2 separate regions of the Danio rerio genome follow, and region 1 is linked to region 2. A link is a contact called in public Hi-C data. All regions are on one chromosome and are shown on one strand. The core of a region is the stretch at or near the end of the contact, and the rest is flanking DNA. Distances in the headings are between cores, read along the strand shown.

Region 1 (6,105 bases), core at 871-3,370, 130 kb after region 2:
TGAACTTTTCCTTTAAGTCTATCACTGCCATGCATTTAAATCATAAACAATTCACCTGAATAAATGTCGAATTCTTGCTGAAGGACCAGTTGGTAACGCACAATATAAGCTTTAAAACCTATGTCTATGGTGCTGGTACCTGTGGGATTAATTAGTAAACAGGAAACAGCCTTATTCCTGTTCTCTGAGCTCCATAGAGTAACCGGCGGCCCTTAACACATCTTTCAAAAGAGTCAAGGATGTTTGTACACAGCATCTCTCCACCACGTTAACCAGATCAATCCAAACATCTCCAATGACTGTGGTTGTATATTGAGAATTGAGCTGATTGTTCGGGGGCCAAGGGGTTTCTTGCTATGCAACCGGCATGGGTTATTTTTAGAAGCACTCTCTACACCTGCAGTGATGCTTTGCCATACTAACCAACAACATCCAGAGCACAAAACGCAAACACGTGAATAATAAAACTATAACAAATGACTATTTTTGCTGGAATAGGGGGTTTTGTGATTATGTAATAAGAGACATTAGTCTGAGACACAATTTTAACCAAAATGCACATTGAAATATGCATTTTCTGTCAAGTACTTAAAAAAATGTGTTCTGGGAAAGAAAAAAGCTAAATGAACAAATGAATAAATAAATAAATAAATAAAATAAATAAATAAATCTTATTTTACTAAAAAACTATTCGACTGAGCATATTATTCATCTTAATAGCATATTATATGTATAATCTGCAAATAAATGATACAAATAAACCCCCATAAAATCCATTTTCCCCATGTAAACAAAGTTACCTGAAGTCTGGGTTCCTGTTGGGTTTAAGGCCATAGAAGCCAGCTGACAGTGTCAAGAGCCATCTGGGTATGAAATTCCCATTCTCGCACTCCAAGTACGGAGCTGACCAGTGTATCTGAGTTTTTTCGGTAATATAACTTTCTCCACTGCGCACGGACGCGTCAAACGAGGCAAAATCTTGACTCAGCACTCGTTTTTGCAGATGTGTCTTCTTTTTATGTTTGTGCTCATGATACCACTCGGTGTCAGCCGTTCTGTTTCTCAACATCCGATGGGTAATGTTGGATAAATCCTGCAGAATGATCTCTCCACCTGCCCGTGTAGCCTGAAGGTAAACAGGTGGTCCTTCAGGAGGGGATTCTGTGCTCAAGGTGACCACCGCTCGGTGGATCTTGAGGTCTCCCTCCAGGATACTCCTGACCAGCGCGTTGTACCACTCCATGTCTGCATGTCTGGGGCTGTGATTTCTGGATCGGTTTGTTTGTAATATCATGTTGAGGAAGTTTGTGGCGTGAAGGACCGTGTCCAGGACGCTGCGCATGGAGTGATGCGCGTCTCCGCGCGTCCTTCCCCGCAACACCGCCAGCTCATATCTCCTGGAGCAGTTGGCGTGCTTTAAGGTGGAGGAATCCCCCGTGTGCAGAAACGCAGTCACTACTTTGGGTACCTGCTCCTCGATCTTCTGCACTAAACCCGAATGGGGCTTCCGGAGGTGCGCGTGCTGGTTGCTGTGCGTGTTGTAAATGGGCAGCTTTCCTTTCAGGTCCCGGTCATGTTCCACATATCTATAATTTGATCCTATAACAAATCCCACTTGCAAGAGTAACGATATCCGGATTATGGCCATATCCTTCGATCCCGCTCTTCTACCTTACCAGCGTCAGTTGAGCAAATCTGAGGCGAGAAATCACAGCTGGAATTAATCAAATCAGCACAGCATCTTCACCTGTGGATTTTCGCGCATTGCTGCCACTTTACTCCCGTCCAGAAGACATGTATCGCATCGGTAATCCCCTTCCCCTCAGATACATTAGTGTTGTTTGTGTAAGTGATGCTGGTTTGCTTTTGTATCTCGTCGCGGGAGCGCGGCAGATGTGCAGGATCCCCGACGCTCTCCTCCCAATATGATGCTGGACCACAACAGACGTGATCGAATATGAGAAGGAGAAAAAATCCTATTTTTCGGAGCCAGGGAGTCAGTACTTCACACTTGGATGACAAACACACTCCGCCCTCTTTCCTCCACTCCAGTCTTAAAGCATGAGAACGACAGAAACCATTTGCTATAACATCTAGTGATGCCCGATTCACGAAGGACTCGTTTAGTGAGTCGGTGCTTCTCTTTAAACCGGTTCGCAAATCCGTAACCAATCGGCTGCTCTGATCTGAACTGCTCGAAAGAACCGATTCGCGGAAATGAGTCGGACTTCCCAACACTACTAACATCCCGTCTTCTTCATCACCTTATAGGGTTTGGGAAAGTGCCCTTGATTGGTGTATGGTCATTTCGGCTGTCAGTCATTTGACGGAGGGCGTGTTTGTAACACTGAAGGAGCTATCCAGTACTGAAAGGGAAAGAAAAAACATACATTGAAAAAAAGGGGCGATAAATCACATTAAGTTCTCGGCTTTCGGCAAAAATAGACGCTCGATGGGAAGGAGTACATTTATAAAGGCTCCTACTGCATAAACGTCAACAAGACGAAGCTGTTTAAAAGATGCATTGCTTGAGATAAACGCTTTAATGTCGAGGTTAAATTATGAGCTGGACGTTTTTTCTTCTGTGTGGTCGTGTCCATCTGATATTTTTATGGCCGTCTCGTTATTAAGACGGCATCAGCTGCTTATAACGGTTTCTGTTGCGCACCTGTGCTTTATTTGTTGATATATGACATATGCGTCAGACAGGCGTTTTCGGTAGCGTTGCGTCGTGTCGCGTTGTATGTTCAGCGTTCTGCGCGAATAGAAAGTTAAACTGAGATACTTGTGTGATTTTTTTTTCATAATTTTCCGTCTGTTTTTATTAACGCGCCTTCACACAACACACATTTCACACTGACCGCGTCTGTGCTGTCATTCAGTCTTTGTAGATATGCGTCAGACTGACGTTTGAACCTTTGCGTCGCGTCTCTGTTACTAGGCGCGTTTAAGTCGCTGTATCAAGTTTTACACAGTTCCAAAACGCGTTTTTAAAAACAAGGTTATATACAAGCCGATGTTGTGACATCCATTCTTGAGTTAAACATGCAGAGAGAGCTGTTTGCGCAGCGCTGTTTTTGTCGCGCGCTGGAGGAAATACTGCAGTGAAGCGAACAGCACAGGAGGAATGCATGCGACTGCGTGAGGATGTGAATCATGGTGCAATATGAGTCATCATCACTGCACGAGCGTTTAATCCAGATCTGTAAACAATGAGATGTTCAAAGCGAAATCTAAACGCGTGCGTCAGGGGCGCAAATGACTCAAGCGTCCAAATGAATTGAAACGGCACATACAAACAATCGATGATGCCATCACTGTCTGCTGAGGTACACGGCTCGAGCTCGACAAAGCTCCTCATAGAAATATACCTGAATCATACTGTATGTGCGTAAATGAAAATGTGTGCACATTATAAATGATGCAATCATTTGATGATGTTATGAAATATTGATCATCCTTCACCTATGTCAACTTGGTTCCTGTTGCAAATTATTTCGTTGTCATTTAGAGAAGTTTTCAGTATAGATTAAAAGTCTGACTTGTTTTCTCAGCCTCTTGCAGTGGCACATCATGTTTTGTAATATTGGGACATTAATATTAAGCTAAAACAAAAAAGGCATACATTCTGCTCTAAATAACAATATATAAATGTTGTTTCTTAGATTTTTCTCACTGAATGTTCATTAGTCTGCTCTAAATTAATAAAGTTAATTAGTGTCGTCATTTCATTATCATTCATACTCCTTGTTTTAATTTCCAACATTTTATTTCATTTAAACATTTCATTTGATTTCCATTCATTGTCAAAAGTACTTAAATTAATTCTTAAACTATTGATTTTCCCATTATTTAATGCACTTTTGGTTCTGAATTATGTCATTAAACATGTATACAGTATGCATGTCTATTTATGAAACAATTCAGCATAAATTTTGAAATATATATATATATATATATATATATATATATATATATATATATATATATATATATATATATATATATATATATATATATATATATAATTATTATTATTAATATTATTATTAGCCCCCCTGACTTATTAGCGTCCCTGTTTATTTTTTTTCCCAAATTTCTATTTAATGGAGGGAAGACTGTTTCAGCACATTTGTAAGCATAATAGTTTTAGAAACCTATTTCTAATAACTGATTTATTTTATCTTTGCCATAATTACAGTAAATAATATTTTACTTTATAATTTTCAAGACACTTCTATACAGCTTAAAGTGCCATTTAAAGGCTTACTTAGGTTAATAAGGTTAACTAAGCAGGTTATGGTAATTAGGCAAGTTACTGTATAACGATGGTTTGTTCTGTAGACTATAGAAAAAAAAATTAGCTTAAAGGGGCTAATAATTTTGTCCCAAAACAATATATATATATATTGTTATCTTATATATTAGCTAAAAATATATATATATATATATATATATATATATATATATATATATATTTTTTTTAGGAATGATCAAAAAGGAAAAATCAATACCAATAAATACATGATCAATACATAAATATATTGTCATATTCAACAGCCTTGACTGCTTGAAACATCACATCCAGGATGTATTTTGCAGTCTCCAGAAACGTCCACATGACTCGATTTTCAGAATAAACCTGGCCTGCAGATTTCCGTTTAACACAATCTTTGGAGTTTCTGTTATATTTTTGGTCCATAATGACATATATAATTATTAACAGTCATCATGAAACATTGCATGCTTTATTCTGAGCATATTGTAAGTGATGTCACATCTCTAGAAAGTTTGCAAAGCAAAAACAAAGCTGTTCTACATTTATTGCTCCCTCTTATTTCAACACTCGCTTCTTCTAACCCGTTCCAAAAATATTTTATTCCTGCATGGTTGAGTGCAGCTGTGAAGGCTAGTGGAGAGAGTCACTTCAGCCTTTAACCGTGCCTTAGTTTTGTGAATTCCAGGCCCCTGTCATTCAGCTGTCAGTCCAGACCAGCAATGGGCTCTCAGAGAACAGTCTCATATCATATTTCACGCACAACCCGCTCAGGGTCAGTGATTTCCCAGATGCAAAGCAAGAAATGGACTTTATCAAAGAGTGAGAAATAAAACAAAACACTTTCAATACACCCCTAAAGGGATAAAAATGTACTCACCATTTGTACACCCTCAAGTAGTTATAATCCTTTATGAGTTTCATTCTATTGTTGGACACCAAATAATGTATTTTTTAAGAAAGCTTCAGGAAAAACAGAAAAACAAATAGGCTGCTATGAAGGTCAATGGTTACGATTGCCAGATTTCTTCTCATTGTGTTCAACAGAGGAAAAACTGATTTGAAACAAGTGAGGAGTGAGTAAACGATGACTGAATTTTCATGATCTATTTAAAAACATTTAAGAAAATGTATATTTTATGCAATTTTCAGGGGGAATCCATGGTTTAATTATTACATATTCTAAAAGAATATCTATTAATAAATAAATATTCTGTATTTTGCAAGTGTACACTGTAATTATACTCTGTGTGCATATTACATAAAGAAAATAGCTGCCTGAGTCAACTTAACTGAATTCTCTCAATGTGAAAGAGCTGTAGCTCTTCTCTGAGATCCACCTAGGTGACAGGGCTTCTCACCTTATATCGCAAAATTTACCCTGCCACCGTCTGAAGAAAGATCATTTTGGCCACTCATATCTGTGATCTAGTCCTTTCATTTATGGCTCAAATCTCATGTTCATAGGAGAGAGTAAAAACATAAAAGACTGGTAAATTGAGAGTTTTGCCCTGTACCTCAGTTCCTTTTTCAGCACAACACACCAGTACACTGGCTGTATCCCTGAAGCCAGGATTGGGATTGAGTGACTTGTGGTCAGGTCTTTCCACTAGAATCCCGGCTGGGTACAGCCTGAAGGAGTGACATGGAACCATCCTCATGTGGACCCATCACCTGCAGGAACAGCTGGTGCAATAAGAACTGGGCAGTGGTCAACAGTCAGAGCCAAGACAGTACTTCATGTATGAAAGAGTAAGTAGTAGTATGAGACAGTAAAGATTAATTCATTGTTTACCTGGCTTTCCAGGCTACTGCTGTCGCAGTCACTA
Region 2 (6,039 bases), core at 2,969-5,468:
TCATGGTAAGAATACATCTGTTTGGATTTAGTCTTGTTTTATCCGGCTAGAATAAAAGCAGTTTTAAATTTTTCTAAATGATTTCAGGTCAATATTATTATCCCCTTTAAGCTACATTTTTTCGATTGTCTACAGAACAAACCATCTTTACACAATAAATTGCCTAATTACCCTAATTAACCTAGTGAAGCCTTTAAATGAAACTTTTAGCTGAATACTAGTATCCTCAAAAATATGTAGTTATATATGATGCACTGTCAACATGGCAAAGATAAAATAAATACTAATTTAGTATATAATGAAAAAAAAGCTGTTCTCAAAAACTATGTGCTCAAATGCATTACTATTTTACAGCAATTAAATAGGTGATTCATACTCTACCTTGGGTGTAGGTCTCTTTGTAAAAGGCAATCTCCTGTTAGAAAACAAAACAGTAAATGACTCATTTCAATATGTAAATCCCTTCAGAGGAAAACATATTAGTCATGAACAACTATTTGTCCCTGCTCTGGAAATGGTCACATTCACAGGAACTTGCGGAAATGTTCAATTCAAAACAAACCGACATACATCATTGGTAGCAGTGCACAGAATCTCCACCAGCACATCCTCATCTGTTCCTGCGCCCTTCATTGCCTTCCTGAGCTCTTTAACTGCAAACACGTGAGGAGGGTCCAACATGGCAAGAATGGCATTCTCAAAATTCCCAGACAGCTCACTCTTCAGAACATCCACCAACTCCTTCAGGGAAAACAAATCTATGAGTGCAAATCTATATGCTTAAAATACAAATGCTATTTACTTTAGTGAACATTAAAGTTAAAAAACACTTCATACAAGTTTTTCTAAAACAAAGTAAACTTTGTTCCTCAAAGTTAGTTAAAAATCAAAGCACATAAATCTGATTTAAATTTTGTAGAGCCGTTCCTTTGACTTCAGTACATCTGTGTTAAAAGGATATCACTAGTTACTCACTTGCTTACACTGCTCTGCCACGATTTTACATTTATGTACAGTATTCAGTAGATACTTCTATCCAAAGAGACTTCCATTTGATGAAGATACACATTTACTCAAGTCTGGATTTTACTAGGAGTCAAACCCACAATTTTAACATTGCTAGCACCATGCTTATCAATTTGAGATACAGCAACTCTTGCTCTCTTTTCTTATCTTAACAGTTCAGTGACTTACTGAAGAAATCACTTTGTGGCCAAAGATTCCTGAGATTTTTAATAAGGTTCAGGATCAGGACTCTGGGCTGGCCATTTCATTATTTCAGTATTTCTAGTTTTTAGAGGCCTGCTTTACTTTTTTTGCTGTTTGACAGGATCTCATTGTCTTATGTATTAAACTTGCTGGTTAATCAGACAATAAAAGCAGGGAAGAAATATCATGTTGCCAAAGGAGCTTATGATAAACATTTGCATTCACTCTGTCATGAAGCTCTGTAGGCTCATCATTACAAAAACATGACATCTCTCCACCTCTCACAGACTACTACTGTACACACTTCTTTGAAAATTCAGGGTTTTCCCAGTATGATGACAAATACAATGTTTCTGATAAGACCCAAATATATTTGCATATTTAAATTGCTTTATTTACTAACGTGAACTTGTGGACCACAAGATACAGGTATCTGAAAGTTTGCTTATTTACCCATTTCAAATATTGATTAGTGCTCATTTAAAAATATCTTAAGCTTTTTATACTGTGCCTCAGAATACATGTAACTCATAACATATGCTTTGAAAACTGCTCTTTTAATCCTGTTAGTAATTTTAAATAAGTCTAAGCAGTGACCTTAAAGTTTACAAAGTTGTAGATTGCTCAGTAATTTTGATCTCCACTGTTTATTTTCATTAACTGCTTTTCCGAATACTCACGTCATCATATTTCTCAAAGTAGGCTTGCTTGATCTCCATTCTCTGAGCTGCACTTCGATAGGCTAGGATGTCTATGATGGCTTTCTCGTCCGTTCCTTGGAAATTAAATAGAAAGTTAGAATATTACACTCTAGTGACTTAAAGAGTATGCAAATAACAGACTAGCTATAACACAATGTCAAACTGTAATTGCAAATGAGATGTAATTGACAGACATAATGAATGCTTATTAGGATTTTAGAATCACATAAGAGTCTCACCGAAACCTTTGCAGGCTTTGCGGATTGCCTTAATGTCCGCAATTACATCAAAGTCTTCATAAGGCACAATTGTTGGCTGAAAAGAAAAGGAAGATATAAAGTCAGAATTCTTACAAATGTCATAATTGTAAAATACTTAGTCAAACCAAAAATTATTCAGACCCCAGAATTTGTTTTATTAATTATTATATACAATTTAAAATAATAGTTAATTTATACAAGTTCAAATAAACAAAACTGGGAACAGCAGGAAGAAACTAAAGAAGCTACTGCAGTGAGTCTAGAAAATGCTGAATTCCAGGCTTGATGAATGCACGTCTTGATTTTTCCAAGTACCTGATTATCCTGGATTATCATCCATGTTGATTCTAGAACATCATTTTTGTTGGAAAATGTGATTCATACCTATTCCCTACCCCTAAACCAAACAATAACAGTAAATCATTCCCAAAATCAGAGGGGCAATATTAGTTATGTATTATAACAATCATGTAGAAGTGCATTTACCTAACCATTAACTTTGATTGGCTGATTGGAATGTTGTTCCAGGATTAACATACAGTAGATGTTAATCCAGGAACATGTCCTACTTGATGAAATCGAGGTTTAAATGGCAAGAGTTCTTGTAGGGGACAAAAGTAAAACTGATTCTTATGTCCTTCTTCTAACAGTCATGGATGATTTTTCACTTCCACATTAGAGTTTGCAGTATTTAGATTCAGATGTTTTAAAAAAAAATGCATATTGCAAATAATAATAATAAAGATATTCTAATATTATAAAAATATTCTAAAATTGTAGAAAATTAACATATTGCATTGTTGGGTTGTTTAAGAAACATTTGATGGAGCTGAAATGTACAATGGAAATCCAGTTAAATGTTTTTTTTAATCGCATATATAAATATATTTGTGTATTTATTTTGTTTATATATATATATATATATATATATATATATATATATATATATATATATATATATATATATATATATATATAATACTAATACTAATAATAATAATAATATATTTGCAGTGAACATTAACAAGGCCAGATATAATTAAAATAAACAAGATTAAGCCAGTAAATCTAGCAAATATTGTTGCATTACTTTTGACCCAGCTGATGGGGTCAAAAGTAACAATGTGCAACTTTTGTTTAAAGTGAAGTTATATTGGACGTATTTTACAGTGATCCAAAATAACACCGGATTTTGATAGAGCACTTTTGGGAGGTAATAACCACCAGAGCAATGTATTTCTGCTAAAACCATTATCCTTTAATGTTGAGTTTTTATTAAAAATTGTTTACTTTTGTCCCCGCTCTCCCCTGTGTGTTGGAAAAATTATCTTGATAAATACTCTTGAAAAATAATAAATTCCACAATTTCAGATTGAAATTGATTTAACGGATTTATTTGCATTTTATTTACATCTGTACTGAGCAACAATCTCTCCAGCGACTGAATAGGCTTGTGTGTCAGTCTCCCCCTATATTAACAAAAGCCATGGAATGCTCGGAGGAAGCGCCCTGTCCAAACACACAGTACCGCCCGATGGAGGCCCCTCGAAAGGCAAATATGAAGCGGAGTTTGCCACCATCTCCTCCCAAAGCGTTTCCTCTGACTCATTGACATAACGGGACTGTGACACATTCCTTCCCTTCCTTTACAGCATCATATATATAACAGTATACACATTTAAATAGCAAACAATTTGGTTTTAACGTTTAAGAAAACAAAAACAACCGGAGACGAGGCAGAAAAAAAAAACACACACACGAGACGAATCACAGTCGGTAAAGGATGCGCTTCTCAAAAACATCCTGACAACGCAGTACAAATGAGTCAGAAATCATAACTGGATTTTATTCGCTTGTCTCAACCTTCAGTTTTCTTTCCTTCTCCATATGACAGATTTTAATTTGATTACTTCTTTGCGACGACGAGTCCCGTAGTAAACTCAGCGCAGATGCTACAGCGGTTACCTACCGATTTACGACCGCACTAAAGTGTGCGTTAGCAGAGAAAATGAAATGAAATACTCACTTGACAGTTTCCCATGATGAGAGTTTGGTGTTTTTGATGATCTGATGATCTGACCGCTGTCCGAACTGCAGGCCACACGCAATAGTTTCTGTAAGTGACGTCAGCACGTAGGGGAATAACGGGATGGATTGTAAACGTGCCCCATGGATGAGAGCCAAAATGAGCATTTAGAAAAATAAACATTATTGTTCAGCGTTGCTTCTGTAAGCAGCCTATTTATAATTCTGACAAATGTGCATATGTGTCACAATTCAACTTTTTAAGCATTTAGAAAGTAAATGAAAACCTCAAAACAGCTATATTGTGTTTTTACACATAGCAAAATTAAATGAAAATAATTTAAATTAGTTTTCAAATTCCCCATTTATTAGGAGATACACAGTAACCTGCCTGTTTAAAACATTTCTTTACAATGTATACAATGAAGTAAGGGAGCCCTCTATTGGGCATTAAGCGGAAAAATATTATGAAAAGCATCAACTAGCCCAGTGGTTCTCAAACTTTTTTCACCAAGTACCACCTTGGAAAAAAATCGTCTCTCCAAGTACCACCTTACGACGCTATTTTTTAACCAGTATTAAAAAATAGCGTCGTAAGCCTAATTAAGCAGCTACAGGTGTGCACAGTTTTAAAACGAGGCAGATTACTTCCTATTAGTAAGAATATGTATTATTGTCAGTCACTTTAAACATTTGAAATAGTCTGAACATTAACTGTGCTTGCAGATAAAAAAAAAAGTTTTAGTTAAAATGTGCTTTTAAAAGTTCATAAAAAAATGGCGCTGTTCTTAAAAAGTAAAAAGAAAACTGCTGTACTTAAATCTAAAGTATTCATAGTAGCCTATTCATCAAAAGCTGGAAATGCTGCTTGGACCTTATAAATATAGGCTATATGTCATATTCATACACTTTCAGACAAATCTTGAAATAAATGTTAAATGTACATGACAGGGTTCATACAGGCACAGCCTAATGAAAGTCAATTCCAGCACCTATTTTTTTTTTCCAAGACTGACATGCTATGTATTGAAGACCTGAAATGTATTCTCAGCAACCCATTAAACACTGCATAGGAATAGATACAAATAAAAACCATTAATAATAATATTTATTAATCATATATTAATAATATAATAAACCTGCACTAAGTCCTTGTGAAATCTTTTTTGTACTCAAGTAAAAATACTATTACACTGCTAAAATAACAAAAATTTTAGTAAATAATACTAATATTAGTTAAAAGTACAAATTACTCTTTTAAAAAGTACTAGTTGGTTACTTTTGAAAAAAAATCTTATTTTCATTATGAAATCACTTTTTTTAAGTGTAAACCTAATTTAATGGTTTGATTGCTTAGCTTGCATAGCTAGATGTATAATTTGCACTAACAAAGGAAGTATAGTCAATTTTTCCTTTCATGACAATTAATCTTTTTCAATAGCACTGGTAAAACTACCAAATAATCTTTAAGGCCATAGAGACACTTTTTGCCCATTTTTAAAAATATATATTTTTAAGCTTTGAAAGGTTAAATTAAAGTATATGGTAAAAAGATTTAAATTTAGCCTTTTATTTACATATTTTACACTATTTTCTTTACAATATGGCAAATTTGATTCTTAAATAGCTGTACATCACATGTAGATTTTATTTTACACTTGATCTTAATCTAAAATAGAAACGTAAAAAAATACAAGTACACTGTCAGTAAAAAAATAAAACAAATGACTTCATTTTACTTGAGGTATTTGAAATATGACAACACTACATTTATCAAAGCAGTGCTTTAAGAGCCTTATTGTAAATTGTGATAAATAAACAATAAGTAGGCTAACAATGGATTG

What was found. A called contact is a pair of places that touch in the nucleus more often than the background predicts.
Region 1: a contact with region 2 is called in a Hi-C map of skeletal muscle, with 3 times the contacts expected there. The contact joins the promoter of gpr158a here to the promoter of anxa13 in region 2. A contact is called at or near these places in 2 of 18 Hi-C or Micro-C datasets (embryo and skeletal muscle) and 2 of 4 datasets of contacts at active chromatin or transcription factors (caudal fin and embryo).

Annotation. Positions count from the first base shown.
Region 1 is chr24:6,694,638-6,700,742 of GRCz12tu, forward strand. It overlaps gpr158a (G protein-coupled receptor 158a), which reads right to left and starts at 2,121. Exons shown (of 8, transcript XR_012399680.1): 1 at 801-2,121. The region is part of intron 2 of LOC141380815 (a long non-coding RNA gene); the gene reads left to right.
Region 2 is chr24:6,565,740-6,571,778 of GRCz12tu, forward strand. It overlaps anxa13 (annexin A13), which reads right to left and starts at 4,219. Exons shown (of 11, transcript NM_131774.2): 1 at 4,197-4,219; 2 at 2,150-2,225; 3 at 1,890-1,984; 4 at 571-741; 5 at 382-415. The coding sequence starts at 4,211. All of the region lies in intron 7 of gpr158a (G protein-coupled receptor 158a), which reads right to left.